Regions from separate parts of the Sus scrofa genome. Here region 2 is linked to region 1. The links are chromatin contacts, called in public HiChIP or PLAC-seq maps. All regions are on one chromosome and are shown on one strand. The core of a region is the stretch at or near the end of the contact, and the rest is flanking DNA. Distances in the headings are between cores, read along the strand shown. Region 1 has its middle 16 kb from the start of CXCL8. Region 2 has its middle 5.9 kb from the start of CXCL2.

Evidence for each region. HiChIP or PLAC-seq counts read pairs in DNA pulled down with a chosen protein or histone mark.
Region 2: an H3K27ac HiChIP or PLAC-seq map of alveolar macrophages shows a contact between it and region 1. The contact joins two enhancer-like sites.

What each region holds. Positions count from the first base shown.
Region 1 is chr8:69,946,630-69,951,358 of Sscrofa11.1, reverse strand. No RefSeq gene overlaps it. Among named protein-coding and RNA genes, the nearest start is that of CXCL8, 16 kb to the right of the region's middle. Within about 2 kb of position 1,923, at least 2 of the 83 cell types and tissues checked have an H3K27ac peak or open chromatin away from gene starts, as enhancers often do. A contact at or near this core is called in alveolar macrophages, where this site is marked.
Region 2 is chr8:70,148,952-70,153,680 of Sscrofa11.1, reverse strand. No RefSeq gene overlaps it. Among named protein-coding and RNA genes, the nearest start is that of CXCL2, 5.9 kb to the left of the region's middle. Within about 2 kb of position 1,985, at least 23 of the 83 cell types and tissues checked have an H3K27ac peak or open chromatin away from gene starts, as enhancers often do. A contact at or near this core is called in alveolar macrophages, where this site is marked.

The DNA.
Region 1 (4,729 bases), core at 674-3,173:
ACATTCGCAGAATTGGAGACTAAAAATTCTCTTTAAAAATAACATTTAAAGCCCTTATAAAAAGAGTCGAGACTTTTTAAAGTCATCTAGTAAGACAGAGTACCAATAGATAATAGCAACCACTGTAGTCATCACCACCACATCAGTAAAATATGATTTGACCTGTCTACCATATATTATAACTTCTAGTAGTTACACCAATTCCTAATGAGAATCCATCACAATAAATTCCATTCCTTGTCCATAGATATTAGTGACAGATCATTGAGCATGATTATGCTGCAGTTAAATGAAATACTAATCCTTTCAATTGATATAAATACAATGTCCTCAGAAAGTGGAGATTAGGGAAAGAGCGAGAAAGAGGAAAATATAAAGAAAACAAAATATTTTATTTACTAAAATTCCCAAAAAAGCAAAATTGTAAATTTTGGCAAAAATACTGTTAGGGGCAAATAGAAGACTAGGTGAGTTTTCCAAAGGGCGCTCAAGGTGAGTAGAATTACTATGTGTGAGAAAACAGAAGAGCTGAAGAAGAACAGAAGTGAAAGAGAGTGGAAGAAATGAGTTAGTGAGATGTACAAGCCCATATGATTCTCATTGGGTCCCTTTCCCCCACAGCTAGTGTTATGACAGTTTTCTAAATGCATCGACAACATGGAGTTTGAAGGGAGGGTTGTTTGGGGCTGGAATCTGGTGAAGACTTGGAATTTGTACCCTGATGATCAGGGCAGACCGAATTCTGGAGTCTCACAGAGACTGTGCAGCAAATTCTGGACTCTAACAAAGCCTTGGACATGGTGCTTAGGTCAAGTTTAACCAGATGCCCAAGGGCAGGAGGGCTCCAACGGGTATCCAGTTATAAAAGTAATGGCTACAGTTCTAGTGATTGACTACGAGGATTTAGAGCAGCACGGCATTTTCTCAGTGCCTATGGGCTATAGCATAATTGACTGCACTTAAGTCAAATAGTCAGATAATTGTACCTATGACTACTTTCTACCCAAGACTTTTCAAGGAAAAGCATTGCATCTTTCTCATTCATATATATTACCTGAAGTCTCCAGCACGGAGATTAGTAGGTGTTTGATAATGAATTCTTAGGACATTGATTTGAGTGCGCCCAATAAGGTCTTGTGATGTAATGCAGAGAGACAATTGATTTGGGGAACAGAAGACCTAGGTTTACACCTTGCCTTAGGGTAAACTTGAGCAAGGTTCTCAGATTCTCTGAATTTTAGTCTTCTCAATTGCCAAATGAGATAATATTACCTTTCTCGAAGTGTTGGACTAAAATGAAAGACTATAAAAGTACCAATTAAATAACAGCCATATGAATGCAAAGTATGTGTTTAATTTACATTTTGTTGTCCGGACTTTCAAGGATGTAAGCCTTTTACATTAAAATTCAGTAGGGTGAGGAGTTTATCTTTCCTATATTAGAACAATTCTTTTGCTTAATTTTGTGTGGACCATGGGTCCCTCTGAAAAGAGGTTCCATGAAATTTTATGTGAAGTTTTAAAATATTATAATTAATAATATTTATAATTTATAATGTTACACATTTAGTGACATATGTAGATAGATATAGATACACACACCCACACACAACATTTACTGGCAGCTCTCATCTCTGAATGGTGAAATAACTATAAATGCACATAGCTCTTTTTCTGTGTAAAATGAAACCTATTACTACTTTTCAGAAGAGTAAGTAATTATACTGAAAGTAAGAAAAAATTTATTGAAAGTATCTTTGTCACTAACTTCTTATAGTAATATAGTGTTTGCATAAAATATCTGAAGCTTTTTGCTCACCATTTTCACAGAAATTCAGAATTCAGAAATAACTTTACTGTTGCCATTAGTAGTGTTCTACCCTCAGTGGCCTTGACCTTCTTCTTAAGCTGCTAGAGGAAAAGTCAGTCTAGAAAATGTTCAGCATTGCAGAATCTTGGGAAATTTTAAAAGCCTTATGATGACAGTTGCAACATGGAGTTAGGAAATGGTACATTCTAAGACTAACTCAAAACTGTAAATTTTTTCAAACCTTCACATAGGTTAAAATCTTTTTTTCCATGGCCGTAATTTTTCCTATACTCTTTTCTATACCGTAACAATCCACATCTAGTGATTTTTGGCAGGTGAATTTCAAGAGAGAGAGAGAAGATTGGACTTCCTCAGAGAGTTCATTTAGTAATTGTTTAGTAATTGTATATTTTCCTTGTGAGTCCTCGGTCCCTGTATCATAAAACAAGCAAGCAAACAACCCCCACATGAACCCAAGAATTCCTTGCATTTGACTCTCAAGATTTTACTTCCTTGTAAAGATATATTTTCCTTAAAGTCTAGAACATCAGATAATATAAATCCTACAGGTCAAACTGGGGAGAGAGCTAATATTATAAAAGTTTTAACACACATGATACCAAAAGCACAAGCAACAAAAGAAAAAAAAAGGCAAAGAAATTGGACTTCATCAAAATTAAAAACTTGTAGGGAGTTCCCGTCGTGGCACAGTGGTTAACGAATCTGACTAGGAACCATGAGGCTGCAGGTTCGATCCCTGGCATTGCTCAGTGGGTTGAGGATCTGGTGTTACTGTGAGCTGTGGCGTGGGTCACAGACCTGCATTGCTGTGGCCCTGCTGTAGGCCGATGGCTACAGACCTGATTAGGCCTCTAGCCTGGGAACCTCCATATGCTGCGGGAGCGGCCCAAGAAAAGGCAAAAAGACCAAAAAAAATTAAAAACTTGTACATCAAAGGACCCTCTCAATAGAATAAAAAGGCAACCCAAGGAATTGTGAGAAATATTTGCAAATCACATTTCTGATAAGGTTAATAGCTAGATTACATACAGAACTCCTACAACTCAATCACAACAAAACCTCAATTTTTAATTTTTTAAATTAAAAAAAAATTTTTTAACAGCCACACCTGTGGCATAAGGGAGTTCCCAGCTGAGGGGGCAAATCAGAGCTCCACACCACAGGCACAGAGATACTGGATCCAAGCCATGTCTGTGACCTACTGCAGCTTGCCTGAGGCAATGCTGGATCCTTAACCCATTGAGCAAGGCCTGGGATCAAACCTGCATCCTCAAGTAGACTATGTTGGGTTCTTAATCCTCTGAGCCACAATGGGACAACTTAATGTTTCAAATGGGCAAAGGACTCAGACATTTCTCCAAAGAGGATAGGCAGATGGCCAATAAATACATGTAAAGATGTGAAACAAGACTAATCATTAGGGAAATTCAAGTCAAACCATCTTGAGATATCCTTTCATACTCATGAAGATAGAAAAAGAGGAAGGAGGGAAGGAAGGAAGGAGGGAAGGAAGGAAGGAAAGAGAAAGAAAGAAAGAAAGAGGGAGGGAAAGAGAGGAAGGGAAAGAGTAAGGAAGGAAGGAAAGGATGAGAGAGGGAGAGAAAGAAACGTAGTGTTGGTGAGAATGTGGAGGTATTGAAATCTCGCACATTACTGATGGGAGGGTAAAATGGTGCATGTTTCCTCAAAAAATAGAATTGCTGTTTGATCCAGTAATTCTTTTTCTGAGTATCTTCCCCAAAGAATTGAAAGCAGAGACTTGAACAGATATTTGTACACCAAGGCTCAGAGCATTATTCTTAATTTACATTTACACCATTATTCATAAAGCCAAAAGTAGGAAATGCCCCCAATGTCCATCTATGGGTAAATCATTAAACAAAATATATATACTCACAATGGAATGTTATTCAACCTTAAAAAGGTAAGAAATTCTGACCCATTATGCAACAGGGATGAACCTTAAGAACATAATAGAGTCGCAGGAGCCAGTCACAAAGGACAGACGTATGATTCCACTGATAGCACCTGAAGTAAAATTCATAGCTGCATAAAAATGGAATGATGGCTCCCAGAGGCCAGAGAAGAAGGACAAACGGAGAGTTACTGCCTGATGGGTACAGAGTTTCAATTTAGGAATATGAAAGAGTTCTAGAGATAAACAGGGGTGATGATTTCCCAACAATGTGAATACACTTGATGCCACTGAACTCTAAACCTAAAAAGCACTAAAATCATATATTTTATCACAATAAAAAGTAAGTTTTAACACAATAGGGAGTACAGGTGACCTTTGGCAGATAGATGATTGATAGATAGATAGATAGATAGATAGATAGATAGATAGATAGATAGATAGTTTAGAATTATATAGAAAGTTCCTGTGAGGAGTTCCCGTTGTGGCTCAGTGGTTAGCGAATCCAACTAGGAACCATGAGGTTGCAGGTTCAATCCCTGGCCTTGCTCAGTGGATTAAGGATCCGGCCTTGCTGTGAGCTGTGGTGTAGGTTGCAGACATGGCTTGGATCCTGCGTTGCTGTGGTTCTGGTATAGGCCCCCGCTACAGCTCTGATTAGACCCCTAGTCTGGGAACCTCCATATGCATGGGAGCAGCCCTAGAAATGGCAAAAAGCCAAAAAGCCAAAAAGCCAAAAAGCCAAAAAAAAAAAAAAGAAAGAAAGAAAAGGAAAAAAAAGGAAGTTCCTGTGAGAAGAATGTATATATATGACTGGGTCACTTTGCTGTACAGCAGAAATTGACAGAACATTGTAGATCAACTATAATAGAAAAAATAAAAACCTTACAAAATTGTTTAAAAAAAGTCCCTATCTTGAATAAAAAGGGTAAAAAACAAAGATAGGGTAGGCTTGAATTCAGACTTATGTTTCATAAGTTGGG
Region 2 (4,729 bases), core at 736-3,235, 200 kb before region 1:
TGAATAGCTCAACTTCACCTTTCTTCTCGCCTAAAAAGAGCCAACTGCTCAAAAGTCTCCAGTGTTTTATTTCACTAAGCAAGAAGTTTCTTCTGTGACATGAATGTTATATACTTGAATTTAATGAAATCTTTATCTATTTATCTACCTATTTGGTTTTCCAAATCAGTGGACTTCACCTCTAAAATCAGATCAGTGGAAGGAAGAGCCCACCCTGAGAGCTTCCTAGAACAGAGTGTGTCAGTGGGATCTTGTTTGATGAAATAAGGATCACCGTTTTCTGCTGAGCCCAGTTTGGGCCTGTTACCATATTTTAACATCTGAAATATTTTGCCTTCAGCATTAATAGGAAGCTACCCAGACCTTGACTCTTCATAGCTTAAAATGCCAGAGAATGTTTGCTCTAACACTTTCCAGATCCAACCAGAGTATTGACGTAAGACGACGGAGCGGCAGGAACAGGTAGTGCCATGCTGCCTTCCCCATGCGGGTCTTGGAAGTCGGGCCTGTAACTGCCAAACCTATTTTGTTGCAATTGCTAAATCCCTGGTTCCTTTCCCCTCTTTAATCTGGAACATTTCATCCCATGTCAGTGTCATCCACGGAGTCCAGTTTCTATTGCTTTTGTCATTTTTGCCTGCCTTGAGCCCCTTCTTCCTTCTGGTTACAAAACCTTGGTTTTCCTATGGGAACCATTTTTCTTCCTCCTCATCTGGGTAGCTCAGGTAGGCTGACCTTGCTCCAGAGCTCCAGGAGGAAACTGATGACTGAAAGTTATGTGGGACAGTTGTTCCAGTCTGGTCCAATCTCCAGAGTTACGGGGGTGGGTGAGTGACCTAAGTCTGGCCAAGTCCGAAAAATCCCTAGAGTCCTTCTTGCCAGGAAATTGTTGGAAAAACAAGTCCTTGATTCTTGTTAGGTTATATCCGGTAGAACAGAAACTTGAAGCTTTGCCAGCGTTTGAGAAGAGCTTGCCTAAAATGAAGTCAGCACAGAGAAAAGGAGCCTGATTGGAAGTGAAACTGTTCCTGAAGAGAATTTCTGAACAGTAACACCGAGCTTTACCATATCAACTCATCAGTCTTGTAGTCTCATAGATCAATGATTCTCCACCTCGTTAAGCCAATTTGTGCTGGGCTTTTGTTACTGACTTGCTTACTACTTGAATTATCTCCTGGATGAAGAGGGTGTTTCAACTCACATTTCATTCTTTTCTTTCAGCATTTTCACTGATCGTTTTCGGCACCTTTATAAGATGGGAATGAAGTTTGGTTCTGGAGATAAAACGAGGAATAGAGAGTGTGCTCTGCTCTAGCTCTCAATGAATGCAATAAGGGAGATGAATGTACAGTTAGACAATTTTTAGAAAAGCCTGGTAAATACCATGGTAACCCATTCTCAAGGTACTAGGATTGAGGAGGGACTCCCCAGGCAGCTCTTAGAGAGTAGGTTTATGAGAATATCTGACACTCAGAGAAGTTTTCCTGAAAGGATCACTCACTTATGTGAATCTCAAGGATAAGGAATTTTCCAGATACATGGGGAGCACTGAGCAGTGGAAAACATCCCAGGAGAAGGCCAAGTGGGAAAAGGCATGGCTATTAAAAGAACATGTGAAAACTGGGAGAGGAAGTGGCTCATGCAGTAGAAACTTACTCTGTGAGCAGGGAGAGGGAAAAGACTGAGGCAGAGCAGGTGTCAGGGCTGGGACACAGGAGACCATGTACTGGTAAGATTCTGCTTGGCTATCAGGACCCAATTTGGATGTTGCCTCCACTAAGTCTCCATAGGCACCTCGAGGTGCTCCACAACCCTGCAGTACAGGCTACACTGAGAACTTTATTGGCTCTCTACCATGGGGACGGGGGAAGTTTAGGGTGACCTAAAGATTTAGGGTGTGTGTAGAAAATGAGGGTGGTAGATATTGCAAAAAATCAATAAACAAAAACCTTAACTAAACAGAGTCAAGAGACATCAGAAGAGGGCGCTCTCACACTCTGAGACAAGAGCAGAGCCCAACCTGAAGATGACCCCTTCCGTGTCAAGGACTGAGTCAATGAAAAGCCATAGACTCTTTGTTTAATGCAGCCCTTCCAACTTCCTTTTCCCCTCTATAGAAGTGTTCTTGTTTTGGCCTGTGGGGACCTGTGTGGGCAGACCCCAAATGGCAATTCTCAGCTGATTCCAAATAAACCCATCTTTGATGGAGAAATATCTGATGATCTTTTTATTACAGGTCAAAAACATTAAATCAAAAGACATCGATGAAGCACAATGTACAAGAGATTGTGGTCAGTTTTGCAAAAAAAGTTTAGTGGATAAAGTCAAAACATGAAAAACTTCTTCATGCATACTTTCTTCTGCAGTATAGGTAGTCTTCTGTAATATTTCTGTTCCTATGTTAAAGGCAGTCTGATGATTTTAAAAATCTATAATTATGTAAATTCATGTCCATTAACTCTGAATACCAACTAATAGATTTCAGCATTATCCCAAGGCTTTGAAAGAATATATTTCAATATAAATTTTGTATTTCCATTTTCTTAAGGGTGTTTTTTAAACTTTTGCAGAAGTAATTAAATTACTTTACATATAGTATAAGCCAAAGAAATATAGTAATGCCAAAATTACCAAAGACTATGTCAAGAAATAGACATAGGAAATGAGGAAATATATTCATGGAAATGTTTTTCTTTATCACACTTGGTTATGATGGGCGTGGAAGCAGCATGATTGGCCCTGTTTTGATGCTTCCTGTATTGTGGAAACAAAATTTAGGAAGTTGAGAGATGAGCTATAAACCACAGCAAACACATCACGTAGAGTGATATGTTACATATTTCAGCTAGGAAACTTGCAATCATCATAAAAATCTTGATGATCAGAGAATATCCTCTGTGATCTTTCAACATTTTGAAACCTTTTGACACATTTTTTGTGGCTCACATATGGTCTCTTAGAAAATGTTTTTGTGTGTTGTAAAAACAGATGTGACTTATGCAGTTTTTAGATGAAGCATCCCTATTTGTTGGGTTTTTTTTTTTTTTCCTGACCAAATTGATTGGTCATGCTGCTTAACTCTCCTGTAATGTTACTGATTCTTTGCTATGTGGACCGTTAAGTATTGAAAGAGGTTTGTTAGAATCTTTAACTGTAGTTGTGGTTTCATCTCTTGCTCCTTTTAGTTTTTCTCCATTTTGCTCTCCACAGTTTAAACATATGTTAAGTTCATAAAATTTTACAATTATCTTTGTCTCTTGTAAAGCTACCACTCTCTAATTTTAAATCAGCGTTGTTTATCTCTACTTCTTTACTTGAGTCTTAACATATTAATTTGGTCCTAGTAATATATCAGTCACTAACAAATATATTAAGTATTTGTTTTAATGACAAATTAATGATTATTAAGAAATTAATATATCAATATATCCATGCAAGATTTATTTCAGTTGGTTTCTGCATGTGCTTCTTTTAAGCAGCATAGATATTTTTTTTGTCTTAATTATGCATCCTAACAATCTTTGAAAGTTCCAGGACCATGAATTGAAACATTGCCATAGCAGTGACCCAAGCAGCTACAGTGACAATTCCAGATTCTTAACTTGCTGTGCCGCAAGATAACTCTGATAATCTTTTATTTAAAATTGGAGTGTTTATTCTATTTAAATTTATTATAATTCTTAATATAGTTGGGTTTAAGTCTACTATCTTGCTGTTCTATTTTTCTTACCTTTTCAAAATAAAAATAAACTTTCAATTTGGAATAATTTTAAATTTACAAAATATTTGTATAGACTGTACAATGAGTTCCTGTGGATTTTTTGCCAAGTATTTTCTAATGTTGGTATCTTCCATAATTATAATACATTTGTCAAAAACTAATAAATTAGCATCGGTACACTGCTGTTAACTAAACTCCGGTCTTTATTCATATCTCACCAATTTTCCATTAACGTCTTTTTCTATTCCTGGATTCCAGTACAGCACACCACATTGCATTTAGTCATCGTGTCTTTTTTTCTCCTCTGACCTATGACAGAGTCTCTGTCTTGTCTTTCTTATCTTTGACAGTTTTGAAGAATACTCATTAGTTATTTTGTAGAATATTCCTCAATTTGGATTTTTAGGATGATTTTCTCGTGATTATACTAGGGTTATGGGTTTGGGTTAAGAATATCGTGGGGATAAAGTGCCCTTCTTATCACATCATATGATGGAGTCCATGATATTCACATGCTGGAACTGGTGATAATAACCTTGATCACTTGGTTAAGTGATTCTCCACTGTAAGGTTATTGTTTATCCTTTTTCCTTATCCCTTATTTGGAAGTAAGTCACATAGTCCAGCCCATACCTACATGGACAGAGGAATTAAACCCACCTTCACCTTTGGGAGGCAAGACATTCTCCTTATTTTTAAAAAAAAATTAAAATTTTTTATTAAAATGTAGTTGATTTACCGTGCTGTGCCAATTTCTGATGTACAGCAAAGTGACCCAGTCATACATATACATATATATATGTGTGTGTATATATATATATGTATGTATATATATGTATATGTATGTGTATATATATATATGACTGTGTGTGTATACACACATACCTTTTCTTATCTTTCATCATGTTCTATCTCAAGAGATTGGATATAGTTCCCTCTAATGGACAGTAGGACCCCATTGCTTATTTATTCTATCCATGTAATAGTTTGCATCTACTAACCTCAAAC